Linked DNA regions of Sus scrofa: region 2 is linked to region 1. The links are chromatin contacts, called in public HiChIP or PLAC-seq maps. All regions are on one chromosome and are shown on one strand. Each heading gives the region's core, a stretch centred on a gene start, on an enhancer-like site or on the middle of the called end of the contact. The rest is flanking DNA. Distances are from core to core; before and after follow the strand shown. Region 1 overlaps PRKCB (protein kinase C beta type). Region 2 has its middle 40 kb from the start of PRKCB.

The links. HiChIP or PLAC-seq counts read pairs in DNA pulled down with a chosen protein or histone mark.
Region 2: a contact with region 1 is called in an H3K27ac HiChIP or PLAC-seq map of alveolar macrophages. The contact joins two enhancer-like sites. A contact is called at or near these places in 1 of 47 Hi-C or Micro-C datasets (blood) and 1 of 2 datasets of contacts at active chromatin or transcription factors (alveolar macrophages).

What each region holds. Positions count from the first base shown.
Region 1 is chr3:22,080,308-22,086,585 of Sscrofa11.1, reverse strand. The region is part of intron 9 of PRKCB (protein kinase C beta type); the gene reads left to right. Among named protein-coding and RNA genes, the nearest start is that of CACNG3, 120 kb to the right of the region's middle. Within about 2 kb of position 3,500, at least 3 of the 83 cell types and tissues checked have an H3K27ac peak or open chromatin away from gene starts, as enhancers often do. A contact at or near this core is called in alveolar macrophages, where this site is marked.
Region 2 is chr3:22,420,638-22,426,915 of Sscrofa11.1, reverse strand. No RefSeq gene overlaps it. Among named protein-coding and RNA genes, the nearest start is that of PRKCB, 40 kb to the right of the region's middle. Within about 2 kb of position 2,650, at least 13 of the 83 cell types and tissues checked have an H3K27ac peak or open chromatin away from gene starts, as enhancers often do. A contact at or near this core is called in alveolar macrophages, where this site is marked.

The DNA.
Region 1 (6,278 bases), core at 2,251-4,750:
CCGCCTCCACTTCCTCCCTGCCCACCTGTGCCTTATCCCTTTGCACTGTGACTTGGACCCTCAGCATCTTCTGAATCACCTTTCTCCCAGGTCATCAGTGATCTCTTAGATCTAACTCTCCAGGTCTGAGCACAAGGCCTGGTGGCTGCTTAGGACAGCAGAGGGCAGACGTGAGGAAAAGGAATTGGGATTCAGATTGGAACTTATTCCCAGGAGAAGTTAGATCTTTTACAGTAACTTCCCACTGACAGGCACAATTAAGGATTTGTTCATTCAACAGGTATTTATTGAGCATTTAGTATGTGTATTTCTAGGTGCAGAGGAAATGGCTGTGAACAAAACAGACAAAAATATCTACCTACATGGGAACATATGTGCTTGTAGTGGCAGTGGTTGTGATGATGCTAACACCTAATATTTTGAGCCCTTACTACAGGGCAGGCTTTATTCTAAATGCTTTGTGTGTCATGGCTCACCCTTATGGTGTAAGGTACTTGCTGTAATCCCCACTTTACAGATGAGAAATGAAATGCACGAAGTTAAAATAACTTGGTGACGTCACACTGCTAGTGGCATCTACAGATTAAATTTTTTTCAGTCCCACCTATGGCACGCAGAAGTTCCTGGGCCAGGGATTGAACCCACACCACAGCAGTGCTCCAGGCCACAGCAGTGACAGGGTGGGATCCTTAACCTGCAAGGCCACCAGGGAACTCCTGAATTTAGCTTAGATACTTAGGCTTTTGATTGCTGGATACTTAACACTTGCATTTCTAATCTCAACCGTGGTCACCTCATCTGTCACAAACATATTCTAGAAGGCTATCATTTTTCCCCTCCTATCTTCTCATTGCCCCCTCTCTTCTCTTTCCTTCTGAGTGTAAGCAGAGTTCGTGTGCCTTGTTTTCACTCTGAGCCTCTGCCATTAGACAAACTGCATGCCCTTCATGACAGAGGCTCTAAATTTTTCTGTTCTCCGTCTTTTTTTTTTTTGGTCTTTGCTAGGGCTGTTCCTGCGGCATATGGAGGTTCCCAGGCTAGGGGTCTAATCAGAGCTATAGCTGCTGGCCTACGCCACAGCCACAGCAACTTGGGATCCGAGCCGCGTCTGCAACCTACACCACAGCTCACAGCAATGCCGAATCCTTAACCCACTGAGCAAGGCCAGAGATTGAACCCGCAACCTCATGGTTCCTAGTCGGATTCATTAACCACTGAGCCACGACGGGAACTCCTGTTCTCCGTCCTTCTCTATGCATGTTGATTTCCTATCTATCTCTGTGCAAAGGCTTGTTGGAACTGTAAGCTATCAGCCCGGTTTCCTGGGAGGGTTCTTGAGCATGAACTTCACTCTTCTGGCTTCTTCCCTTCTCATTTTCTCAGCAGGCTTCAGCCCGTGGGGTCCTCCAAGTCTTGGAAGCATGTCTAGTGTGTGTGGCAGCTCTTCAACTGGTTCCCTTTTCCCATCAACCTCTATTTCTTTTAACCCTCACCAGATCTGTCACGCATCCCCTCCCTCTGCAATTCCACCTGCCCATCTCGATTGCCTCCGACTTTTATTGAGCCCATCCTCATTGCCAGGGACCATGTGATGGATCTACATGCATTACATCATAATAATCCTCACCACAGCCCTGCAAGGTAGTGACAGATCTGAACCCCTCATATGAGACTTCTTTGGAAGTTGTGAGTTAGAGAAGTTGAGTGACCTCCCCAGGATCACACAGCTGGGAGGAGGCAGGACCAGGACTGGAAATCAGCTTTTGTGATTCCAGTTGCCTCCTTCCATCTCTAATAGTGCTTTTCTCTACTTTGGGGTCCACTTGTCTCCACCCACCTGCTAGTCTTTTCTTTATCGAAACAGATTCAAAACTGCTGTGGAGCCTTTCGTGGATTCCTCCTTATACCATGCACAAAAGTTAAAAACCAGATCTTATGACTGCTTTGGCAGAAGGATGCATACATTAAGATTGTCTATTGGCGTTCCCGTCGTGGTGCAGTGGTTAACGAATCCGACTAGGAACCATGAGGTTGCAGGTTCGATCCCTGGCCTTGCTCAGTGGGTTAAGGATCCAGTGTTGCCGTGAGCTGTGGTGTAGGTTGCAGACGCGGCTCGGATCTGGTGTTGCTGTGGCTCTGGCGTAGGTCGGTGGCTACAGCTCCGATTCAACCCCTGCCTGGGAACCTCCATATGCCATCACTTTCCCCTTGTGAATCTAAAAGAAATGAACACACTTTCACGAGCCCCTGCAAAGATCCTGGTCCCCGGTGTACTTAATGCCCTGGATGCGGACATCAATGCTACAACAGCACAGCCCTCAGCAACCTTCAAGCTGTCTCCACCAAAGCCACGCGGGTACTGAACTCGTGTGCGCTTTGCATCTGGGCACAAGAGAACGATCCCAAGGTCCCAGCCCCAGACTTCAGTGTCTTCTGCAGGCTCCAAGTGCAGCACTGAATTACTGTAGGAAGAAATTGCCTGAGGAGATGAAAAGACAGTTTAGTTCATACCAGTAACAAAGGCCTTTTCTAAAGTCTCGGAGCTCCCGTTGTGGGCGTCTAGCCTAATTTTAATCTCATTAGTGGTATGGATTCACACGCATACATATACGTCCATACATTAGAGGTGGTTATATAATCCTGCAGACAAAAGCTCTTCCCTTTACTTCAACCTGCTTTGCTATCTTCCTGCACCATATGGTGAGTCTTTTTATCACATGGTTCACAGATAGCTCAAAGGCTTTGCTACCTGTTCCCTTAATCCTCTTCCAGAGAACCTTTTGACTTTTGCTGTCTGATCTTGGATTCCTGCCTTCTCTTTGGTTCTATCCCAATTATGGCACCTTCCTCCCAGCACCCCCGTCTTTCGTACACAATTTTGATTGCCGTGTGTTTTTGCCAACTCATCTTCCCCGGTCACGGGGAGGCCCTTCCACTTTCCAGATTCCTCCAGGTCTCCCATCAATGATGAGACTGACTGCTTCTCGGTAGCCCCTACGTTCGCCCCTCCGAAGAGAGTAAATCACAGAGCCAGAAAGCAGAAGGGTCTGTTTTCCCCATAAAAGTAATTCTCCCAAGGAAAGGGAACTATCTGGAGTGCAAGTTTTATTTTCGAGCCAGAGGGAGTAGATGGGGGGTTTATTGGAAAGAAATGGCAGGCTCTGTGTCCCTCCCAAGATCCCAAGGCAAGAAGTGCACTTGGGACAAGAAAGCTTCTTTGAACGCAGCCATCATTGTCTGCACCTTGGGGACCCCCTGGGCTGTCATCCTGGCTTTTGCTGACATCTCTCACTGTGGTGGTGCGTCCTCACTGCCTCCCTCAGCCTTATGTCATTTCTCAGTTCTCAACGTCTGATTCCCACATCTAGAAGAGCTTAGAATTGTAAAGTCCCAGGAAAGAGGGACTGGCGGGCCAGTATGGCTCGGGGATCCTGTGATCCACTTAGCGGCAGCCAAGGGGACAGGTCACTTTTCCTGCCATCTGTTGGAAAGGACAACAGGAAACGGATGCTCTGAAAAGCAGAAGTGGTATGGGCAGTTCCTTAAAGTGAAGGAAGCAAAGACTGGCCTGTCTGGTTCCCTTAGTGTGTATTTTCTTCAAAACAGTGACTCTTGGGGAGAAATCATACAAAGGGAAATGTAGCCCTCTGACGCAGGGCCAGATAGAGCCTATTAACATGGAAACTCTGTCTCAGGTGATAAAGCATGACCCCGGGTCCAATTATTGTGCTGTCATAGCTCACCCTCTCCCTATCCATCTCCACCGCGTCTTTGCGAGCTTTTTCAGAAATTCAAGCCCTGTTCAGACGATTCTCTGTTTCCTAACAGCATAGCCCATCGTCGTTTCTACAGCAAACATGATAGCAGGTACTGTAAGTGATCAGTATCAATACGCATGGTGAATATTTTGGATGTACAAGCACGGATGGTTAATATAATCAAAGAGGCCAGAGTTTGTTTCACGCCCCCCCACCACCGCCCTGGTCCCAGTTTCACATTATCTGCCTCCTTGAAAATCACTCAAAATCGTGCATTTTGAGCATCGAAAACCCATCTCAGTGTTTTTATGCATTGCTCGTTGAGCTTTACACTGATCTATAAGGTGGGTTCTCTTAGTCTCCCCATTTTGCAGAAGAGGAAATGGAGGTTCAGAGAAAGGAGAGACTTGCCGATTCATGCAGCAGGGGATGCAGTTCAAACCCAGAAGCTGGCTCCAAGAATATAGGACCATGGTCCTACCTACATGGACTCCAGGGCACTCAACCTGTTCCACTCCAGGCTTGCAGAAAGCCCATTCTGTTAGTCTGAGACACCAACCACAAAGGGAGGCTTGTGTGCACAGAGCAGATCGGATTATAGAGCAACAAGCTCCCTTGGTGAGACCTAATCGTTGAAATGAGTGACAGGCCCTTAAGGGTTTCGTTGCATTTTCTTTTGGTAAAAGCCATCAGTTATTGGTTTGTTTTCCTGGGAACTGTCTCAAAAACAAATGAACTCTTTTATGTTAACGATCGAACTTTGTCAGATATGACATGTGATTCAAAGAAAACTGACTCAGCAAACACACGTCACCCACATTGATTTCAGCTCAAGAAGATAACTTTGATAACTCAGATTGATACCATAGCAATTCTGTGATGTCTGTAACTAGAAGAGATATAGCCCAGAGTTTTAAAATGATAGTTCTTTTGCATTTCTTATGACAACCCAATCAAACAAGTAAACATTTCTGGTTAAATCCAATGAAACATCTTCATTTAAAACGCAGGAGATAGGGACTTCCATCATGGTGCAGTGGAAACGAGTCCGACTAGGAACCATGAGGTTACAGGTTCGATCCCTGGCCTCGCTCAGTGGGTTGGGGATCTGGTGTTGCCATGAGCTGTGGTGTAGGTCGCAGATGCAGCTTGGATCCTATGTGGCTGTGGCTGTGGTGTAGGGCGGCAGCTGTAGCTCCGATTGGACCCCTAGACCAAAAAAAAACCAAAAAAAAAAACCCCCCCAAAAAAACAAAAAAAAAAACAACACAGGGGATAGGAGTTTCAGGTTGAAATCTTCTAATTCCCTCTCCTCCTCTTCCCAGCAGTGGCCATGAGTCATTCCTTCCATGGGTGTAGTGACATTTGCTCAACAATAGCAAGTCCCCATGCGCCAGCGATGACTCGGCTAAAAGTGCCTCCATTCTAAACTTCGTTTCACACTTCCATTGGCTTTCTCTGCTAGGGGGGCAAAAATTCAACTCAGTCACATCTAATGTGCAACAGGGCATCCTCTTCAACGGCTGAAGTCTTCATCACACCGGTCCCTCCGACCCCTGAGCTGAGAACTCACTGTCTCTCTCCTGCCATCTCATGCCTCCTCCTCATCAGCATCCCCCACTAGAATGTCCATCAGTACAACCAGGAAATGGACATTGACACCTCATTGTCACCCAAAGTCTACAGTTTACATTAGGGTTCACTCCTGGGAGTGTAGGTCCTATCGGTTTGGACAAACGTATAATGACATGCATCAACCGTGATGGTCTCATGCAGAGTAGTTGCACTGCCCTAAAAATCCTTTGCGTGCCGCCTGTTCATCCCTCCCACCCCCTACCCCCTAGCAACCACTGATCTTTTTACTGTCTCCATGGTTTTGCCTTTTCCAGAATGTCATATAGTTGGAATCATACAGTATGTAACCATATAAAGAGATTTTATTTTAAATACGGAAAGCCTTACATAATAAATCATGAAATACCTAAGTTGATCTGTACACCGAGTATCCCTGCTCTTATTTTTGTCTTGCCCCCTTGAAGGGTGGATCCACAAAGGGATGCAGTCCTACCCAGAGGCACCCTCTGAACGCCCAGGTAGCATCTTTTCCCTGCCGTGCCCCTTTTCAGTTTTTCCTAAAGTACCTCTGCCATTGGCACGTCTACCCAGTGGCTCCTCCAAAATGAGCTATTAGAAGCCAGAAACCATGTCTAGACTGCAGACTTCCAGGTTGTGCTAGAAGCAAATGCCTTTGATTCTCTCCAGATCCCATGATTTTGTCTTCCATTCCGGGGGCCACCATCGGAAGTTTAAACACACATAGGTGTGGATATATATGCTTAGAAAATGTTCCAAATTTCGATCTGAGGTTCGAACTGTAACAGGACACCTTGGAGAATTAAAATCAGGGCCTCCAAGGGAGTTCCCTTCGTGGCTCAGTGGTTAACAAACCTGACTAGGATCCATGAGGATGCGGGTTCGATTCCTGGCCTCGCTCAGCGGGTTAAGGATCCGGCATTGCCA
Region 2 (6,278 bases), core at 1,401-3,900, 340 kb before region 1:
TTCCGTGTTGCTGTGGCTGTGGTCTAGGCCAGCGGCTGTAGCTCCGATTTGACCCCTAGCCTGGGAACCTCCATATGCTGCAAGTGAGACCCTAAAAAGCAAAAAAAAAAAAGCAAAAAAAATTTTTTGTAGTATTCTTATACAGAAGCTCTGTAACCTACTGAACGCTTTCCCTTTAATTGGGAAAGATTATTTCCCATTTTTTGCTACTACCAACAAGGACGAAGAGCCAATATCTTTACTTAGATTTGAGTGTAGGTCTAGGATAAATTCTTAAAATTGGTGCTCTTGAGTCAAAGGGTTGTTTTTTTTTTTTCTCACCTAAAATTTTTACTAGCTGTCTCATTATTTCCTTCCTAAGAAGCTATACCAATATGTGCTCATACCACCAATGTGTGAAGATGTCTGTGTTTATACTTCCTTTTAAACCTACTCCCGGGTCAAGCATCTTGATCTCAGTCAGTCTGACAGGTAAATACTCATATCTCATTGGGTTTCTTTTTTCTTTTCTTTTCTTTTTTTTTTTTTTTTTTGTCTGTTTAGGGCCACACCTGCAGCATATGGAGATTCCCAGACTAGGGGTCAAATGGGAGCTGTAGCCACCAGCCTGCACCAGAGTCACAGCAACACGGGATCCAAGCTGAGTCTGCGACCTACACCACAGCTCACGCAATGCCCAATCCTTAACCCACTGAGCGAGGTCAGGGATTGAACCTGCATCCTCATGGATCCTTGTCGGGTTTGTTAGCCACTGAGCCATGAAGGGAACTCCTCTCACTGGGTTTCTTGAATCAGGTGTGAGGACGAATATCTTTTTACATGTTTGTAAATCACTTGAATTTTTTTTCTTGAGAACTGCCTGTACTTGTCCTTGCTCAACTTTGCTATTAAGTGTTGGTCTTCCTTGTATTAATTATTTTTTTTTAAGGGCCACACCTGTGGCATACGGAAGCGCGCAAGTGAGGGATGGAATCAGAGCTGCACCTGCTGGCCTGCGCCACAGCCACAGCAACGCCAGATCCTTAACTCGCTGATCGAGGCCAGGGATCTCCTCATGGATACTAGTCAGATTTTTTTCCTCTGAGCCGCCATGGGAACTCCCCTATTAATTTTTTTTGGCCACACCCATGGAATGTGGGAAGTTGGGGACCAGGGATCAAACTGCAGTGACAATGCTGGATCCTGAAACTGCTGCACCATAAGGCAGCTCCTCATATTAATTTTCTTTGTTTTCTTTCCTTTTTTTATGAAAGTATAGTTGATTTACAATGCTGTGCTCCTTGCATGATTATTATTATTCTTATTTATTTATTTTTTTGTCTTTTTGCCTTTCCTAGGGCCGCTCCCGCGGCATATGGAGGTTCCCAGGCTAGGGGTCGAATCGGAGCTGTAGCCGCCGGCCTACACCAGAGCCAGAGCAATGCTGGATTCTTAACTCACCAAGCAGGGCCAGAAACTGAACCCAGGTCCTCACAGACACTAGTTGGGTTCGTTACTGCTGAGCTGCAGAGGGAACTCTGTGTTAATTTTTTTTTTTTTTTTTTTTTTTTTTTTGCCACACCCAGGACATGCGGAAGTTCCCTGGGCCAGGGATTGAACCCATGCCACAACAGTGACAATGCCAGATCCTTAACCTGCTGAGCCACTAGGGAAATCCTCCGTGGTAATTTTTAAAAAGCCTTTTTACATTAAGAAACTTAGCCCATGCTTTGTTATATATGTTGTGACTATTTTTTTCTGATTTGCTGTTTGTCTTTTGATTTTGTTTAATATGGATATTTGAAAAATAAAATGAAATACCTAGTAAAAGGTATCAGTCTTTTCTCTTATCATGTCTCTGATTCATGTCTTTCTTAGAAAGGTCTTCCCTTATCCAAGATGATAAAAACTTCCCCCATTTTTCTAGGATTCCAATGGCTTTTTTCTTTTTCTTCTGTTACAGCTTGGTTTCTTTTTTGATATTAACATTTTGGCCCTAAGGAATTAATGTGATATCAGGAATGGGGTAGCAAACTACCCTCCCTCCTTTAAATCTAGATAACCACCCAGATCTCCTCAAACCATTTTTATTTATTTATTTATTTATTTTTATCTTTTTGCCATTTCTTAGGCTGCTCCCGCGGCATATGGAGGGTTCCCAGGCTAGGGGTTGAATAGGAGCTGTAGCCACCAGTCTACACCAGAGCCACAGCCACACAGGATCCGAGCCGCGTCTGCCACCTACACCATAGCTCCCGGCAACGCCAGATCCTTCACCCATGGAGCAAGGCCAGGGATCGAACCCACAACCTCATGGCTCCTCGTCAGATTTGTTACCCACTGCGCCACGACGGGAACGCCCTCAAACCATGTATTAACAAGTCCATCGTCTACCAACTTAGTTAAACTACCTCTCTTATCTTCCATAGCAGCTCAGTGTTGTGGATACCTGTAGACCGTCTTAGCTAATTGCATTCTGAGATTCTGGCCAGTTCTTCATTTTTCTTGCTGACGTTGTCGTCTTTCAGAAGCTGGAGGAAGTGTGCAGAGGAACCGTTGTCTTGGGCCAAATTCTGGCCGACCAGGCGGAACGAACTGCTGAGGGGAAGTGACAAGAATCTTGGTACAAAGTGACTATGCCATTCTAGACACTCTGTCTGCCTCCTGCCTCTCTGGTTAGCCCTCAAGCTTCATCCGGCCCCGTTAGGAGCATCCCTTGCGGTCAGGGTCACTGAGAGCCTGCTCTGCCTCTAGCAACAGGAAGTCTGACAAGCGAGTTCCCTAAACACACCCTCCCCTCTCTTCTAAGTCTTTACACAGGCTTGTCCCTTGGCCCACAGCACCTTCTGTCATGTCATTGCTTCGCAGACGCTTCTTCATCCTTGATGGCTAACTGGCTAACTGCCATCAGGCTTTTTGTTGTAGTTGCTGTTGTGTCCCTGGCATACGAAATCCTTGGGCCAGGGATTGAACCCATGCCACAGCAGGGACCTGAGCCACAGCAGAGACACACCAGATCCTTAACCTGAAGTACCACCAGGGAACTCCAGTTTCTGTCTCAGTTTAAAGACTCCCTCCATTGTGAAATCTTCGCCGAGATACAAAGTTAGATGCTCTTAGGAGCTTCTAGTCTCGTCATAGTTTTTACTCAAGGCCAATGGATCGGGGATGGAAAAACCACACACACACACTCTAAAGGTGTGATGATCGGAGCTCCCGTCGTGGCACAGTGGTTAACGAATCCAACTAGGAACCATGAGGTTGCGGGTTTGATCCCTGGCCTTGCTTAGCGGGTTAAGGATCCAGCGTTGCCGTGACCTGTGGTATAGGTGGCAGACGCGGCTCGGATCTAGTGTGGCTGTGGCTCTGATGTAGGCCGGCAACTATAGCTCCAATTAGACCCCTAGCCTGGGAACCTCCATATGCCACGGGAGCAGCCCTAGAAAAGACGCAAAGACCAAAAATAAATAAATAAAGGTCTGATGAGCTGGAAAGTGGCCTGGGTTAGATCCCAAGTAAAGTTCTCTTTCTTTCTTTCCTTCCTTCTTTCCTTCTTTTCTTTCTTTCCTTCTTTCCTTCCTTTCTTCCTTTCTTCCTTTCCTTCTTTCCTTCTTTCCTTCCTTCCTTCCTTCCTTCCTTCCTTCCTTTCTTTCTCTCTCTCTCTCTTTCTTTCTCTCTTTCTTTCTTTCCTTCTTTCCTTCTTTCTTTCTCTTTCTTTTTCCTTTTTCTCCCATCCTTCCTTCCTTTCTCCCTTCCTTCCTCCCTTCCTTTTTTTCTTTTTCTTTTTTTTTTTTTTCATTTTTGGCCTCCCAGAGGCATATGGAGCACCCAGGCCAGGGATCAGATCAGAGCACCAGTCAAGAGCTAAGCCACAGCTTCGGCAATGCTGGATATTTAACCAACTGTGCAGGGCTGAGGGTTGAGCCTGCATCTCAGGGCTCCCAAGACACTGCTGATCCCATCGTGCCACAGCAGGAGCTCCTCAAGTAAAGTTTTCTTATAGTCTATCTGCCCCAGGACCAGGATCAGCTATATCGTTTGGGAGGCTGAGTACAAAACCAACCTGTGGAGTCCCTGGTTCAACAATTATGAATTTCAAGATGGTGACAGCAGAGCATCAAGCCAAGTCTGGGCAGGGCCTTTCTGAGAGTGGGGTTCTTTGAGACTGCATGCATTGCATGCCCACTGTAGTGTGTTGAATGTTGGCCCCTGAAAGATACGTCCATGCCTTAATCTATAACTCCTGTGAACATGTGACCTTATTTTGGAAAAGGGTCTTTGCAGATATAACTAAATTAAGGATTTTGAGATGAAGAGGTCACCTGGATTATCTGGATGGACCCCAAATCCAATGACATGTTGTCCTCATAAGAGATGCACAGGGGGAGTTCCCGTTGTGGCACACAGGAAACAAATCTGACTATTATCCATGAGGATGAGGGTTCGATCCCTGGCCTCCATCAGGGGTTGGGGATCTGGCATTGCCATGAGCTGTGGTGTGGATCACAGATGCAGCTCAGATCCCACGTTGCTACGGCTGTGGCGTAAGCCTGCAGCTTTGACCGCCAGCCTGGGAACTTCCATATGCCTCAGGTATGGCCCTAAAAAGCAAAAAAAAAAAAAAAGAGAGAGAGAGAGAGATACACAGGGGATGACAGACAGAAGAGAAGGCACCCTGACACACCTACAGTCAATTAATTTTCGACAAAGAAGGCAAGAATATAAAATGGGAAAAAGACAGTCTTTTTAGCAAGTGATGCTGGGAAAACTGGACAGCTGCATGTAAATCAATGAAACTGGAACACACTCTCACACCATGCACAAAAATAACCTCAAAATGGTTTAAAGACTTCAATGTAAGACACCATCAAACTCCTAGAAGAGAACAGAGGCAAAACATTCTCTGACATCAACTGCACAAATGTTTTCTTAGGTCAGTCTCCCAAGGCAACAGAAATACAAGCAAAAATAAACCAATAGGACCTAATCAAATGGACAAGCTTTTGCACAGCAAAGGAAACCATAAAAACAACCCCCCCCAAAAAAAAGACAACCTACAGAACAGGAGAAAATAGTTTCAAATGATGCAGCCAACAAAGGCTTAATCTCTAAAATATACAAGCAACTTATACAACTCAACAGTCAAAAAACCAACAACCCAATTGAAAAATGGGCAAAAGTCCTGAATAGACATTTCTCCAAAGAAGATATACAGATGGCCCACAAGCACATAAAAAAATGCTCAACATCACTCATTATTAGAGAAGTGCAAATCAAAACTACAAAGAGGTACCACCTCACACCAGTCAGAATGGCCATCATTAACAAGTCAACAAATAACAAATAAAAGGGAATCCTCCTTCACTGCTGGTGGGAATATAAATTTGTACAACCACTATGGAAAACAGTATGGAGGCGCCTCAGAAGACTAAATATAGAACTACCATATGGCCCAGCAATCCCACTCCTGGACATATACCTGGACAAAATACATTTTCCTTGAAAAAATACATGCACCCATATGCTCACTGCAGCACATTCTCAATAGCTAAGACATAGATACAACCTAAACATCCATCGACAAATGAATGGACTAAGACGTTGTGGTATACATACACTATGGAATACTACTCAGCCATAAAAAGAACAAAATAATGCCAGTTGCAGCAACATGGATGGAATTAGAGACTCTCATACTAAGTGAAGTCAGTCAGAAAGAGAAAGACAAATACCATATGATAGCACTTATATCTGGAATCTAATATACGGTACAAATGAACCTTTCCACAGAAAACAAACTCATGGACTTGGAGAACAGACTTGTGGTTGCCAAGGGGGAGGCAAGGGAGTGGGATAGACAGAGAATCTGGGGTTAATAGATGCAAACTATTGCATTTAGAGTGGATAAGCAATGAGATTCTGCTGCATTTTGCATGGGGAACTCTCTCTAGTCACTTGTGATGGAACATGATGGAGGATAAGGTGAGAAAAAGAATATATATATATATGTGTGTGTGCAACTGGGTCACTTTGGTGTACAGTAGAAAATGGACAGAACACTGTAAACCAAGTATAATGGAAAAAATAAAAATCATTTAAAAAAGAAGAAGAGGAGACAGACATACAGAGGCAAAGGCAGTGTGAAGATTTGGAGGCAGAAATAGGAGCGATGTGGCCATAAACCGAGGAAAAGCAGGAATGCTGACAGCTCTCAGAGGCTGGAAGAAGCAGAGAAGAATTCTCACCTATGGACTCCAGAGGGAGCATGGTCCGGCCAACACCTTAAATCCAGCCTTCTG